Regions from separate parts of the Rattus norvegicus genome. Here region 1 is linked to region 2. Evidence: chromatin contacts called from public Hi-C data. All regions are on one chromosome and are shown on one strand. The core of a region is the stretch at or near the end of the contact, and the rest is flanking DNA. Distances in the headings are between cores, read along the strand shown.

Evidence for each region. Hi-C and Micro-C count contacts between places; a contact is called where the count stands out from the background.
Region 1: a Hi-C map of liver shows a contact between it and region 2, with 12 times the contacts expected there. The contact joins the promoter of Zfp113 here to the enhancer-like site in region 2. A contact is called at or near these places in 4 of 12 Hi-C or Micro-C datasets (the Rat2 cell line, hepatocytes, liver and 1 more).

The regions. Positions count from the first base shown.
Region 1 is chr12:22,142,565-22,149,748 of GRCr8, forward strand. It overlaps Zfp113 (zinc finger protein 3), which reads right to left and starts at 4,863. Exons shown (of 5, transcript NM_001427518.1): 1 at 4,767-4,863; 2 at 1,565-1,687. The coding sequence starts at 1,619.
Region 2 is chr12:22,054,327-22,061,603 of GRCr8, forward strand. No RefSeq gene overlaps it. Among named protein-coding and RNA genes, the nearest start is that of Azgp1, 13 kb to the left of the region's middle. Within about 2 kb of position 2,370, at least 27 of the 93 cell types and tissues checked have an H3K27ac peak or open chromatin away from gene starts, as enhancers often do. A contact at or near this core is called in liver, where this site is marked.

The DNA.
Region 1 (7,184 bases), core at 3,613-6,112, 91 kb after region 2:
TAGGAGCTTTTTCCTAGGAGGCATGGGAACAACAGGCATTGCAGTTGAAACCTGAGGCTGAGGCTCAGTGCTCAGTGCTTACCTAGTATATGTGTGGCCCTGGGCTCTATACATAGTAAGTCATCTCCCACAAAACTCTCTAATGTTTGGGGGACTTTTTCTTCTGTGTGGGTGTAGGTAGCACTGTCTGTGTGAGTAGTGGATGCATGCATGCCCTGTGGAGGTCAGAGGACAACCTTGGGTATCAGTCCCTGCCTTTTGCCATGTTTGAGGCAGGGTATCGTTGTTGTTTTCTGCTATGTGTGTCATGCTGGCTGGCCTATGAACTTGTGAGAATCTTCCTACCGGTAGCTCCCATCTCCCGATAGGAGTGCTGGGACTGCATTCTTACCACATGTCTGACTCTAATGTAGGTTCTGGGGATTCGAGCTCATGTCCTCAAGCCTCTGTGGCAAGAGCTTTTACCCAGTGAGCCATCTCTCCAACCCCACAATGCTTTAATGTTTAAAAAAAAGTATGAAAATGTAATAAAACACACTATTATTTATATTTACTATGTGATAATATAAAACATTTCAAAAGGAGAGTTCAGAGCAGGTCAGATGAGTCAGTGAATAAAGGTGCATGAGGCCACCAAACCTGATGACCAACCCCAAATCCACGTGATGGAAAGAGAGAAGCAACTCCCTCTGACCTCTACATATGAACCGTGGTGCAGTGTGGCGCAGGTCTGTATATACAGCACACAAATACATAACTCGGATTAAAAAAAAAACAAAAAACAACAAACTCAATAAAAACTTATTTTAGGGGCTGGAGACATGGCTCAGCGGTTAAGAGCACTGACTGCTCCTCCAGAGGGCCTGAGTTCAATTCCCAGCAACCACATGGTGGCTCACAACCATCTGTAATGGGATCCGATGTCCCCTTCTGGTGTGTCTGAAAACAGTTTCAGTGTACTCATATAAATAAATAAATCTTTAAAAAAGAAAAACAAAAACGTTATTTTAGTTTGGGTGTGATGCCACATGCCTTTAATCCCAACACCCTGGGGACAGAGGTAGTGGATTTCTGGGAGTTACAGAAGAGCCTGGTCTACAGCTATAGAAGCCCTACAGCATAGGGTAGCCAGGGCTACACAGCAAAACCCCGCCTCAAAAAGAAGAGAGGGAGGGAGGGAGGGAGGGAGGGAGGGAGGGAGGGAGGGAGGGAGGGAGGTGGGGAGGTGGGAGAATGAGCAGAGCGTGGTAATAGACATGTTTAAGGCCAACACTCCAGACACAAGAACATGGAAAATTCAAGGCCACCTGGGCTACATAGTGAGACTCTGTCTCAAAATCAAACAAGCAAGCCCAGTGTGCTGTCCACACCTTTAATCCTAGCAGTCAGGATACACAGGCAGGCAGATCTCTGACATTCAGATCGTCCTAGTGTACACACTGAGTCTGTGGCCAGCCACGGCAACAAAGTGAGACCCGGTCGGTCTCCAAAACAAAACAAAACAAAACACAAGTAAACAACGGAAAGAGATGAGAATGCCCCCCACCCCCACCCCATGCCTTACTGCTCTCTAACAGGGGCCGGGGTTCCTGAGATGCATGGTCTGCCTGGGTTTCCATGGGCAGGGGAAACGCTCTGGTCGCTGGTCTGCTAGCTGTAGATTCTGCAGGAGGCAGGTTTTGAAGGACTGCAGAAACAAAAGATCAAAACTGATTTTTAAAAAATGCCTCCTGATTTCAGAAAGAGGGAACTGCACTTCAGTACCCAGGAACAGTGAGAAGAGACACATGGGATTGCTCTTTCAGAGCCTCCCTGTAATGAGACCACACACACAAGAAATCCAGATTTCCACAGTTTGCTCCACCCACCCAACGTTTTGAGTGAAAAGTGTTAACAGTGAGGTGGCTATCACTCCACAGAATGAAATGACTGACCCCGAGTCCGGTATGGTGTCTCACACCCGTAATCCCAGCACTAGGGAGGAAGGGGTAGGGGGATCAGGAGTTCAAGGCCAACCTGTGCTATAAGAAACCTTACCTTGGGACTAGAGGGATGGCTCCGTGGTTAAGAGCCTTCCTGAAGACCCAGGTTCCTGAAGACCTAGCACCTATATTGCAACTTACAACATCTGGAACTTCAGTTCCTGGGGGTCTAGTGCCCTCTTCTGGCCTCCACAGGTCTCGGTATCTCCCTCTCTCTCTCTCTCTCTCTCTCTCTCTCTCTCTCTCTCTCTCTCACACACACACACACACACACACACACGAAATAAAAATAAATTCCAAAAGGAAACCTTATCTCAAAAAACAATTAAAACAAACAAACAAAAAAAAAACTAACCCCAGTGTTGCTTCCTCTAGTTCTACTTGAGATCTTGCCTCGCAAATCACACAAGGGGCTAGAGTGACGCTCAGCGGTTCAGAGCACTGACTGCCTTTCCACACACAGGTCTGCTCTCGTCAGGGCAGCTCACAACTTTCTGCAACTCCAGTCCCAGGGGATCTGATGCCCTTATGTGCCCTGTGGGGACACTTGGATGCACATGGTACACAGAGATATACACAGGCAAAACACCCATTCACAGGGAATAAAAATAAAAATAGGACAGTCTGAGATGGGTATGAGACCTCATCTCAAAAAGGACAAAACCAACAAAATCACCTTCTTCTAAAGATCAACCAGTCAGGCTGTTGAGACTCTTGTCTCAGAAAAACAAAAACAAAAAAACAAAACAAAAAAACCCAAAAACAAACATCAAAAACTACAACAATAAAAGGTTAATCAAAGGGCTGGAGACGTGGCTCAGGAGTTTAGAGTACTGGCTGTACTTCCAGAGGAACAAAGTTCAATTCCCAGCAACCACATGGTACCCTCTTCTGGCGTCAGGCACTAGGCACAGCATGCAGGTGGAAGACAGACAGACATGGAGGCAATTCACTTATAGGTTTAAGACAAAAAATAAAAATTAAAAAAAAATTATACCGTTGAAATGTTTTGCTGGGTGATGGACTTGGGAGACAGGCTGGCAGTGAGTTAGAGGCTAGCCTGGTCTACAGAGGTAGTTCCAGGACAGCCAGGGCTACCAAGAAAAACTGTCTTGCACAACAACAAAAAGGGGATCCAGCCACTTGGCGTAGATGGCACAGGCCTAAGATTCTATCACCTGAGAGGGTGAGACAGCAGCACTGTGAGTTGCCAACCTGGTCTCTATCTCAAAGAAACACACACATGTGCACAACCTAAAAGCTGGGCATGGTGATGCAGGCCTTTGATCCCTGCACTTAGAAGGCAGAGAGGTAGGCAGACCTTTCTGAGAGTTCAAAGACAGCCTAGAGTTCAAGGACAGCCAGGGTTATTTATGTAGTGAGATTCGTCAAAAAAAAGAACAACAAACAACAGAGTAAAACTGTGGGCCTGCCATCCAGGCGTGGGCAGGGCCTTTCCCTTGCCCTGTTACTAACCCTACTCTCTCGTGCTGTTCCTGGGGACCAAGAAAGACCACCTCACTGTGAGCACAGGCCAAGAGGGGCCTTGCCTTCCAGATCCTTTCCTCTTTCTTGGAGTAAATCCCTATAAGATTAAAGTAGCCATGACTGGAAACTTAGCACCTTTTGTTCACTTCTAAGGTTTTTGTTTATTTGTTTTGGTCTTTCTTTCTTTCTTGGGTAGGAATTAGGGTCTAGCCCAGACTAGCCTGGAATTCACTGTATAGTACAGGTTGGCCTCATTCATACCCCTGCTTCATTTGCCTCTGTCCTGGGATTATAGATGTGAGCCAGCATATTTGGCTAATTCCTGGAAATTCACATTAGGTCAGTGTTTCTCATGACCCCTTTGGAAGTTGAACAACCCTTTCACAGGGGTTACCTAAGACCATTAGAAAACACAGATATTTACATTACGGTTCATATCAGTAGCAAAAAATACAGTTATGAAGTAGTGACAAAAACAATTTTATGCTTGGAGGTCACCACATGAGAAACTGCATTTAAGGGTCACGGCATGAGGAAGATTGAGAACCATTGCTTTAGGTGCTGCTGGTGATGTATGATTAAAGGGGTCAAGATGGAAAAATCAGGTTTAGTTTATTTCTAATATAGATACTTAAGCGGTATGGAAGGGAAACTACCATCACTGTCTTTTCACTACACCCTAGAGAGCTGAGGTGGACTGAAGCGTCTGTGTCCATCTAGGTTCTCAGTGTCTTAGCGAGCTAATGCACTAGACATATTCAGCCACTTCTTCAGGCAGCCTGCTCCGGCTTGTCCATGAAAGGGTATCAGGCAGTAAACGGGACAATCTATCCGTATCTATAGGACATGAGATCTTGGTGAGGTCCCCGAGAACCAGAGTTCGCACCTCCTCCCAAGCCCTAGTTCTCACTGAGACCCAGAACTGCTGTCACTCTCTGGTTCTCTGATCCAACTAATGAAAAACTTCCTTCTCCTACCCCAGCACAGAAATCGGTGTACTGAGAGTACCAAGTTAGGGTGGCAGTCTGTCATCAGCTGCTTTAAGGAGAGCGACGCTGGCGACTTTAAACACTGGGGCTGGGGACGGTGGGAGACACAAAAGCAAGCCCGGAGTCCCAATAAACGCGACACGAGGGATCACGCGGGCGTGCAGCTGGGGTGGCCGAGCTGGACAGCGACTGCAGGAGGAAGGTGGACCCAGAACCCCCGCGGGCCGCGGACGTGTGAACACCAACCCCCTTCCCCGGCGACCACAACTTCCACCTCACCGCGAGTCCAGGATGTGGCCCCACTCACCCTGGGGACAGGGACGTAAGACTTAGGGGGCCGGACACGAAACAGGTCCACTTGGACCCTGTCACAGTCCCACACAACCGAGAACAGAACAAAGAACGGAAATTGCCCCTCCCTATATCGTTTCCGGGTCGTCCTTTCTCACCACCCAATACAACACCCGAAAGGCAAATGTCCACTTGCTCTCTCTAGGAAAATGGGAGGTCTTCATCTCTCGATGGTTCGCTGACTCAAAGACTATTGCTGTGTTGGGGAAACAAGCGCACCAGACTACGCCACCTGCTGGCCAGGTTGGGAAGAGAGGATGCTTAGGTTGAAGAAGCAGGAGGTCCAGGAAATTCAGGGTACAAGTTCTAGTAGTTCTGAGAGTACACCATCACCCAAACCTCCATAGCAAACATAAGAAACTCGAAGAATCCGTTAATATAAATGTACATCATAGGGCGGGTGTGGTGTGCACGCCTTTAATCCCAGCACTGGGGAAGCAGAGTCAGGCGGATCTCATGAGTTCAAGTGGCCAGAATGGTCTATAATAAAAAAAAAAAAAAAAAAAAACCCAAAAAACAAAAACAAACAACAACAACAACAACAACAACAAAAATGCACCATGGGCAGTCAGTTTTAAAAAGATTTATTTCAATACATTTAATATTTATTGAAATATTTAATTTCTTATTTTTATCTGTTTTTCCTGCTCATATATATGCACACCTGATTAAGATGTAGGTCAAATGAAGCCATCACCTCTTCTGGAACTGGAGCTATGGTAATGAGTGCTAGGAATTGAACCTAGGTCTTCTGGAAGAGCAGCCAGTACTCTTAACTGCTGAGCCATCTCTCCAACCCTCGGCTTTGCTTTTAGATTGCTTGACTAGCCGGGCTGGACCCCTGAGTCCCCATCCCCAGCAGTGTACAAACCAGACAATGTGATACAGTACTTTATTCCCAGCATTTGGGAGGTGGTGGCAGGAAGATCAGGAATTCAAGTTCATTTTTTTTAGTACATACTGAGTTCAAAGCCAGACTGGGACGTCTCACATAAATGATTCTGCACTCATAAGCTTGGCATGGAGGTACGCAACTATAATTCCAATGCTTTGGAACCTGAAACAGAAGTTTAAGGTCAGCCTCGATTGCAGACTAAAACTTGGTCTCAAAACAAGTGATAATAATTAACTACCTTATTAACAAACATATTTAAAATGAGCTTCCTATAATGTAATATAATTAATACATATAAATATCAACATTAAAATATAATATAAATGGGGGTTGGGGATTTAGCTCAGTGGTAGAGCGCTTGCCTAGGAAGCGCAAGGCCCTGGGTTCGGTCCCCAGCTCCGGAAAAAAAAAAAAAAAATATATATATATATATATATATATATATAATATAAATGAGCCTCACATTTGGGGTTCAAGAGGTACCCTGAGGCAGATTGTGGTTTGGGGGTAAACAATTTATTCTAAGCATTATTAATGCTGGAGAGATTGTGCTGGAAGTTGCGAAGAGATTATAGGCTGGGGAGACTAACAGGAGTGAGGGGTGATATCGCATCTTACAGGTTTTAGAGAGGTAGGTAACCCCATTCCATGTCATTAATGAAGAATCACTAGTACACGCTAGAGGGATGGCTTGGTGGTAAACAGCACGTACTCTTATTCCAGAACTGGAGTTCATTTCCCAGTACCCAAGTCTGTAGGTTCACAACCACCTACGACTCTGGCTCCAACGGAAGGAAGAAAAGTTTGGCTCTTTAGCTAATGTGTGTCTATCATATGAGACGTGCTACCTGTTTGCCGGTGCTACCTGGATGTGCTGGTTGCTGGGTTTTGGTATACTGCCTTAGGGGAAGCGAGGATTGCAGAATCACAGGATAATGCATGTGATTTGTCTCAAGCAAATATTTTGTTTGTTTTTTGTTTTTGTTTTTTTTTTTTTTTTTACAGCAGCTGTGAGGATGGAGAAGGGAGTTCTGCAAATCAGCATGGCCCGACTAGTCCTGAGTCCAAGCCTAACATTTTCTTTTTCTAAAGATTTATTTATTTTATATATGAGTATACCATATCTGTCCTCAGACACACACCAGAAGAGGACACCCGATCCCATTACAGATGGTTGTGAGCCACCATGTGGTTGCTGGGAATTGAACTCAGGACCTCTGGAAGAGCAGTCAATGCTCTTAACCACTGAGCCATCTCTCCAACCCAACATTTTCAAATAGAATCTTTTAATTAGTCAACTGATTCATTGAACAAGGTATCACTCTGAAACTCTGGCTGGCCTGGAACTTGCTATGGTGACCAGACTGGCCTGGAACTCATAAAGATCCCTCTGCTTCTGCCTCCCCCCGTGCTGGAATTACAGGTGTGTCCTACCATGCCTGGTTCTCAAGCAAGCATTTTGTTTGACATAAAATGCTG
Region 2 (7,277 bases), core at 1,120-3,619:
GACAGCCAGAGCTACACAGAGAAGCCCTGTCCTGAAAAACCAAAAAGAAAGAAAGAAAAGAAGCTTAAGAACCTGGGTTGCTAGAGTAGTTGTCTCATATGCACAAAGCCTTGGGTTTCATCCCAGCACCACATAAAACTGGGGATGCTAGTGTACTCTTATAATAATAAGCGGAAGTTTCAAAAGTTTCAAGGGCATCCTTGGTTACATATCAAGCTTTGAGAACCACATGGGCTACACGAGACATTAGAGTCAGGTGAAGGACCGAGACAGAAACAGAGAGAGTCAGCATAAGCAAGCTGGAACTGAGGAAACAGGTCAGATGTGAGGCGTGAGTGGGCAGGAGCAGGACCTTAGGAGATTATGTTCTTGACAAATATCTTAGAGGAAGAGCGAGACAGACAGCCACTCAGAAGCCCAGATCAAACGTCCTGGAGGTGTTAGGTTTCACAGGAGGTATGAAGTATTAATGCAGCTTAAGAGTCAAAACGTTGTTTCTAACTAGCTGGGGACAGGATAGTTGAGAGGGGACAGTCTCACAAGTCTGGCAAGGGATATGATGCCAGGTGGGGCGGGGGGGGGGGGGCGGTAGGCACAGATTGAGAACACTTGGGAGACAAAAGTGTCCCAAGAACCAAATATATCACCTGCACTACTCTTCTAAGTACCATGAGCAAGACAAGCCTGATGGTGCAAAACTGTAGTCCCAAGACTTGGGGAACGGAGGCAAAAAGACTGAAGGGTTTAAGGGCAGCCAACGGAAAAAGTAACACCCACAAATCCCTCTCTGGACAAAGCCAACTTCAAGTGCAACTGGAGACTGCCCCAGCTTGGGAGGGCCTCCTTCAGTGATTCGTGTGTGTGTGTGTGTGTGTGTGTGTTCACGCGCGCGCACGCATGTGTATGTTGCTTGCATGTCGCATACATGCAGGGCAAAGATTCCCTGAAACTAGAGTTGCAGATGGTTCTTAGCTGCCATGTAGGTGCTAGTATTCGAACCTGGGTCTCCTGAAAGAGAAACCATGCTCTCAGTGGCTGAGCCATCACTCCAGCCTAGTGGTTCTCAACCTGTGGGTCACATCCCTTTGGGGTTCAATGGCCCTTTCAGAAGGGTTATATATCAGATATCCTGCATATAAATGTTTACATTATGCTTTATAACAGTAGCAAAATTACAGTTATTAAGTAGCAACAGAATAATTCTATGGTTGGGGGGTCACCAGAACATGAGGGTCAAAGCACATTAGGAAAGTTGAGAACCACCGGTCCCTATCCCCCTTCAATAAGTTTGTTTGTTTGTTTGTTTGTTTGTTTGTTTGTTTGTTTTTTGAGACAGGGTTTCTCTGTGTAGCCCTGGCTGTCCTAGAACTCTCTGTAAACCATGCTGGCCTCGAACTCACAGAGATCCCCCTGCCTCTGCCTCCAGAGTGCTGGGATTAAAAGTGAGTGCCGGGGCTAGAGAGATGGCTCAGCGGTTAAGAGAGCTAACTGCTCTTCCAGAGAACCTGAGTTCAATTCCCAGCAACCACATGGTGGCTCACAACCATCTGAAATAGGATCCGGTGCCCTCCTCTAGTGTATCTAAGAGAGCAATAATGTGCTCACATGAAATTAAGTAAATCTTTAAAATAAAGGAAAAAAATCTTTAAAAAAAAAAAAAGTGAGTGCCACCACCATGGGACTCCCCCTTCAGTAGTCCTGAATACCCTCAGTATGGCCTTGACACTCTCTCTCTCTCTCTCTCTCTCTCTCTCTCTCTCTCTCTCTCTCTCTTTCTCTCTCTCTCTCTCTCTCTAGAGTCTAGAACAGTGGTCAGGATGTAGTGTACGAGAGAAGAATCTATTTTCATTTTTTAAAAAGAGCTGGCAGAAAAAGAAACGGATCCAGTGGTCCTAACTAAAGAGCAGTAACTGTTCTTTCTCCCATATTTCCTGTGATGGCTAAAATTGATTGTCGATTTGACTGGCAGGAACTAAAAATCATTTAAGAGACACTGAACTTGTCTGTGAAAGATTACCCAGAGTATGTAAATTGCGTTGGAAAGACCCACCCTAAATGTGGGCGACACTACTTTTTGGACTAGGGTCCCAGAACGAACCAAAAGACAAAGCAAGCAGAGCACTAGCATTCCTCCCTCCCCTTCCCCTTCCCCAACCTACCTTCTCCTTCCCTCCTGCCCACCCCCTCCACCAACTGCTTCTTGATCGCTGATGCAAGAAGACCAGCGGCAACTGAACCCAAATAAACCCTTCTTTACTTCAGTTGCTTTTTGCCGGGAGTTTTTCACAACAACAAGAAGAAGAAAAGTAACTGACACATCCCCGTTGGCTGACAAGTCCTTGTACCCCAGGATGTTCCCAAATGCAAACAATGGATACCTCGGGCAGTCTCATCAGACACCTCTTCAAGCCCAAGCACGGTTCAGGAGAGACTTAGCTTCGATTTAGAAGCTCAATTGCGATCCCGGCCCGCAGCAGCTCTCTGCTCCCAGACCCGGTGAGAGAGAGACCCAACCGCCTGGTCAGGTGGGCACTCCTGAGGCTGCAGAGCGGAAGAGACCACCAACACTGCTCACCCCTGCCCACATCCCTGGCCCAAGAGGAAACTGTATAAGGCCTCTGGGCTCCCGTGGGGGAGGGCCCAGGAGCGGCAGGACCCCTGCCACAGACACCGCCGGACCCTGAAGGAAACAGACCGGATAAACAGTTCTCTGCACCCAAATCCCGTGGGAGGGAGAGCTAAACCTTCAGAGAGGCAGACAGGCCTGGGAAACCAGAAGAGACTGCTCCCTGCACACACATCTCGGACGCCAGAGGAAAAAGCCAAAGACCATCTGGAACCCTGGTGCACTGAAGCTCCCGGAAGGGGCGGCACAGGTCTTCCTGGTTGCTGCCGCTGCAGAGAGCCCCTGGACAGCACCCCACGAGCAAACCTGAGCCTCGGGACCACAGGTAAGACCAAATTTTCTGCTGCAAGAAAGCTGCCTGGTGAGCTTGGGACACACGGAAGCAGAATTTCTCTAGAACCGGGCACGTTCTGTGTTTACCGGAAGTCCCACACCCGCGGATCCCGGCCCGCAGCAGCTCTCTGCTCCCAGACCCGGTGAGAGAGAGACCCAACCGCCTGGTCAGGTGGGCACTCCTGAGGCTGCAGAGCGGAAGAGACCACCAACACTGCTCACCCCTGCCCACATCCCTAGCCCAAGAGGAAACTGTATAAGGCCTCTGGGCTCCCGTGGGGGAGGGCCCAGGAGCGGCAGGACCCCTGCCACAGACACTGCCGGACCCTGAAGGAAACAGACCGGATAAACAGTTCTCTGCACCCAAATCCCGTGGGAGGGAGAGCTAAACCTTCAGAGAGGCAGACAGGCCTGGGAAACCAGAAGAGACTGCTCCCTGCACACACATCTCGGACGCCAGAGGAAAAAGCCAAAGACCATCTGGAACCCTGGTGCACTGAAGCTCCCGGAAGGGGCGGCACAGGTCTTCCTGGTTGCTGCCACTGCAGAGAGCCCCTGAACAGCACCCCACGAGCAAACCTGAGCCTCGGGACCACAGGTAAGACCAAATTTTCTGCTGCAAGAAAGCTGCCTGGTGAGCTTGGGACACACGGAAGCAGAATTTCTCTAGAACCGGGCACGTTCTGTGTTTACCGGAAGTCCCACACCCGCGGATCCCGGCCCGCAGCAGCTCTCTGCTCCCAGACCCGGTGAGAGAGAGACCCAACCGCCTGGTCAGGTGGGCACTCCTGAGGCTGCAGAGCGGAAGAGACCACCAACACTGCTCACCCCTGCCCACATCCCTAGCCCAAGAGGAAACTGTATAAGGCCTCTGGGCTCCCGTGGGGGAGGGCCCAGGAGCGGCAGGACCCCTGCCACAGACACTGCCGGACCCTGAAGGAAACAGACCGGATAAACAGTTCTCTGCACCCAAATCCCGTGGGAGGGAGAGCTAAACCTTCAGAGAGGCAGACAGGCCTGGGAAACCAGAAGAGACTGCTCCCTGCACACACATCTCGGACGCCAGAGGAAAAAGCCAAAGACCATCTGGAACCCTGGTGCACTGAAGCTCCCGGAAGGGGCGGCACAGGTCTTCCTGGTTGCTGCCACTGCAGAGAGCCCCTGAACAGCACCCCACGAGCAAACCTGAGCCTCGGGACCACAGGTAAGACCAAATTTTCTGCTGCAAGAAAGCTGCCTGGTGAACTCAAGACACAGGCCCACAGGAACAGCTGAAGACCTGTAGAGAGGAAAAACTACACGCCCGAAAGCAGAACACTCTGTCCCCATAACTGACTGAAAGAGAGGAAAACAGGTATACAGCACTCCTGACACACAGGCTTATAGGACAGTCTAGCCACTGTCAGAAATAGCAGAACAAAGTAACACTAGAGATAATCTGATGGCGAGAGGCAAGCGCAGGAACCCAAGCAACAGAAACCAAGACTACATGCCATCATCGGAGCCCAATTCTCCCACCAAAACAAACATGGAATATCCAAACACACCAGAAAAGCAAGATCTAGTTTCAAAATCATATTTGATCATGATGCTGGAGGACTTCAGGAAAGACCTGAACACACTTAGGGAAGCACAGGAAAACATTAATAAACAAGTAAAAGCCTACAGAGAGGAATCGCAAAAATCCCTGAAAGAATTCCAGGAAAACACAATCAAACAGTTGAAGGAATTAAAAATGGAAATAGAAGCAATCAAGAAAGAACACATGGAAACAACCCTGGATATAGAAAACCAAAAGAAGAGACAAGGAGCTGTAGATACAAGCTTCACCAACAGAATACAAGAGATGGAAGAGAGAATCTCAGGAGCAGAAGATTCCATAGAAATCATTGACTCAACTGTCAAAGATAATGTAAAGCGGAAAAAGCTACTGGTCCAAAACATACAGGAAATCCAGGACTCAATGAGAAGATCAAACCTAAGGATAATAGGTATAGAAGAGAGTGAAGACTCCCAGCTCAAAGGACCAGTAAATATCTTCAACAAAATCATAGAAGAAAACTTCCCTAACCTAAAAAAAGAGATACCCATAGACATACAGGAAGCCTACAGAACTCCAAATAGATTGGACCAGAAAAGAAACACCTCCCGTCACATAATTGTCAAAACACCAAACGCACAAAATAAAGAAAGAATATTAAAAGCAGTAAGGGAAAAAGGTCAAGTAACATATAAAGGGAGACCTATCAGAATCACACCAGACTTCTCGCCAGAAACTATGAAGGCCAGAAGATCCTGGACTGATGTTATACAGACCCTAAGAGAACACAAATGCCAGCCCAGATTACTGTATCCAGCAAAACTCTCAATTAACATTGATGGAGAAACCAAGATATTCCATGACAAAACCAAATTTACACAATATCTTTCTACAAATCCAGCACTACAAAGGATAATAAATGGTAAAGCCCAACACAAGGAGGCAAGCTATACCCTCGAAGAAGCAAGAAACTAATCGTCTTGGCAACAAAACAAAGAGAATGAAAGCACACAAACATAACCTCACATCAAATATGAATATAACGGGAAGCAATAATCACTATTCCTTAATATCTCTCAATATCAATGGCCTCAACTCCCCAATAAAAAGACATAGATTAACAAACTGGATAAGCAACGAGGACCCTGCATTCTGCTGCCTACAGGAAACACACCTCAGAGACAAAGACAGACACTACCTCAGAGTGAAAGGCTGGAAAACAACTTTCCAAGCAAATGGTCAGAAGAAGCAAGCTGGAGTAGCCATTCTAATATCAAATAAAATCAATTTCCAACTAAAAGTCATCAAAAAAGATAAGGAAGGACACTTCATATTCATCAAAGGAAAAATCAACCAAGATGAACTCTCAATCCTAAATATCTATGCCCCAAATACAAGGGCACCTACATATGTAAAAGAAACCTTACTAAAGCTCAAAACACACATTGCACCTCACACAATAATAGTGGGAGATTTCAACACCCCACTCTCATCAATGGACAGATCATGGAAACAGAAATTAAACAGTGATGTAGACAGACTAAGAGAAGTCATGAGCCAAATGGACTTAACGGATATTTATAGAACATTCTATCCTAAAGCAAAAGGATATACCTTCTTCTCAGCTCCTCATGGTACTTTCTCCAAAATTGACCATATAATTGGTCAAAAAACGGGCCTCAACAGGTACAGAAAGATAGAAATAATCCCATGCGTGCTATCGGACCACCACGGCCTAAAACTGGTCTTCAATAACAATAAGGGAAGAATGCCCACATATACGTGGAAATTGAACAATGCTCTACTCAATGATAACCTGGTCAAGGAAGAAATAAAGAAAGAAATTAAAAACTTTTTAGAATTTAATGAAAATGAAGATACAACATACTCAAACTTATGGGACACAATGAAAGCTGTGCTAAGAGGAAAACTCATAGCGCTGAGTGCCTGCAGAAAGAAACAGGAAAGAGCATATGTCAGCAGCTTGACAGCACACCTAAAAGCTCTAAAACAAAAAGAAGCAAATACACCCAGGAGGAGTAGAAGGCAGGAAATAATCAAACTCAGAGCTGAAATCAACCAAGTAGAAACAAAAAGGACCATAGAAAGAATCAACAGAACCAAAAGTTGGTTCTTTGAGAAAATCAACAAGATAGATAAACCCTTAGCCAGACTAACGAGAGGACACAGAGAGTGTGTCCAAATTAACAAAATCAGAAATGAAAAGGGAGACATAACTACAGATTCGGAGGAAATTCAAAAAATCATCAGATCTTACTATAAAAACCTATATTCAACAAAATTTGAAAATCTTCAGGAAATGGACAATTTCCTAGACAGATACCAGGTATCGAAGTTAAAACAGGAACAGATAAACCAGTTAAACAACCCCATAACTCCTAAGGAAATAGAAGCAGTCATTAAAGGTCTCCCAACCAAAAAGAGCCCAGGTCCAGACGGGTTTAGTGCAGAATTCTATCAAACCTTCATAGAAGACCTCATACCAATATTATCCAAACTATTCCACAAAATTGAAACAGATGGAGCCCTACCGAATTCCTTCTACGAAGCCACAATTACTCTTATACCTAAACCACACAAAGACACAACAAAGAAAGAGAACTTCAGACCAATTTCCCTTATGAATATCGACGCAAAAATACTCAATAAAATTCTGGCAAACCGAATTCAAGAGCACATCAAAACAATCATCCACCATGATCAAGTAGGCTTCATCCCAGGCATGCAGGGATGGTTTAATATACGGAAAACCATCAA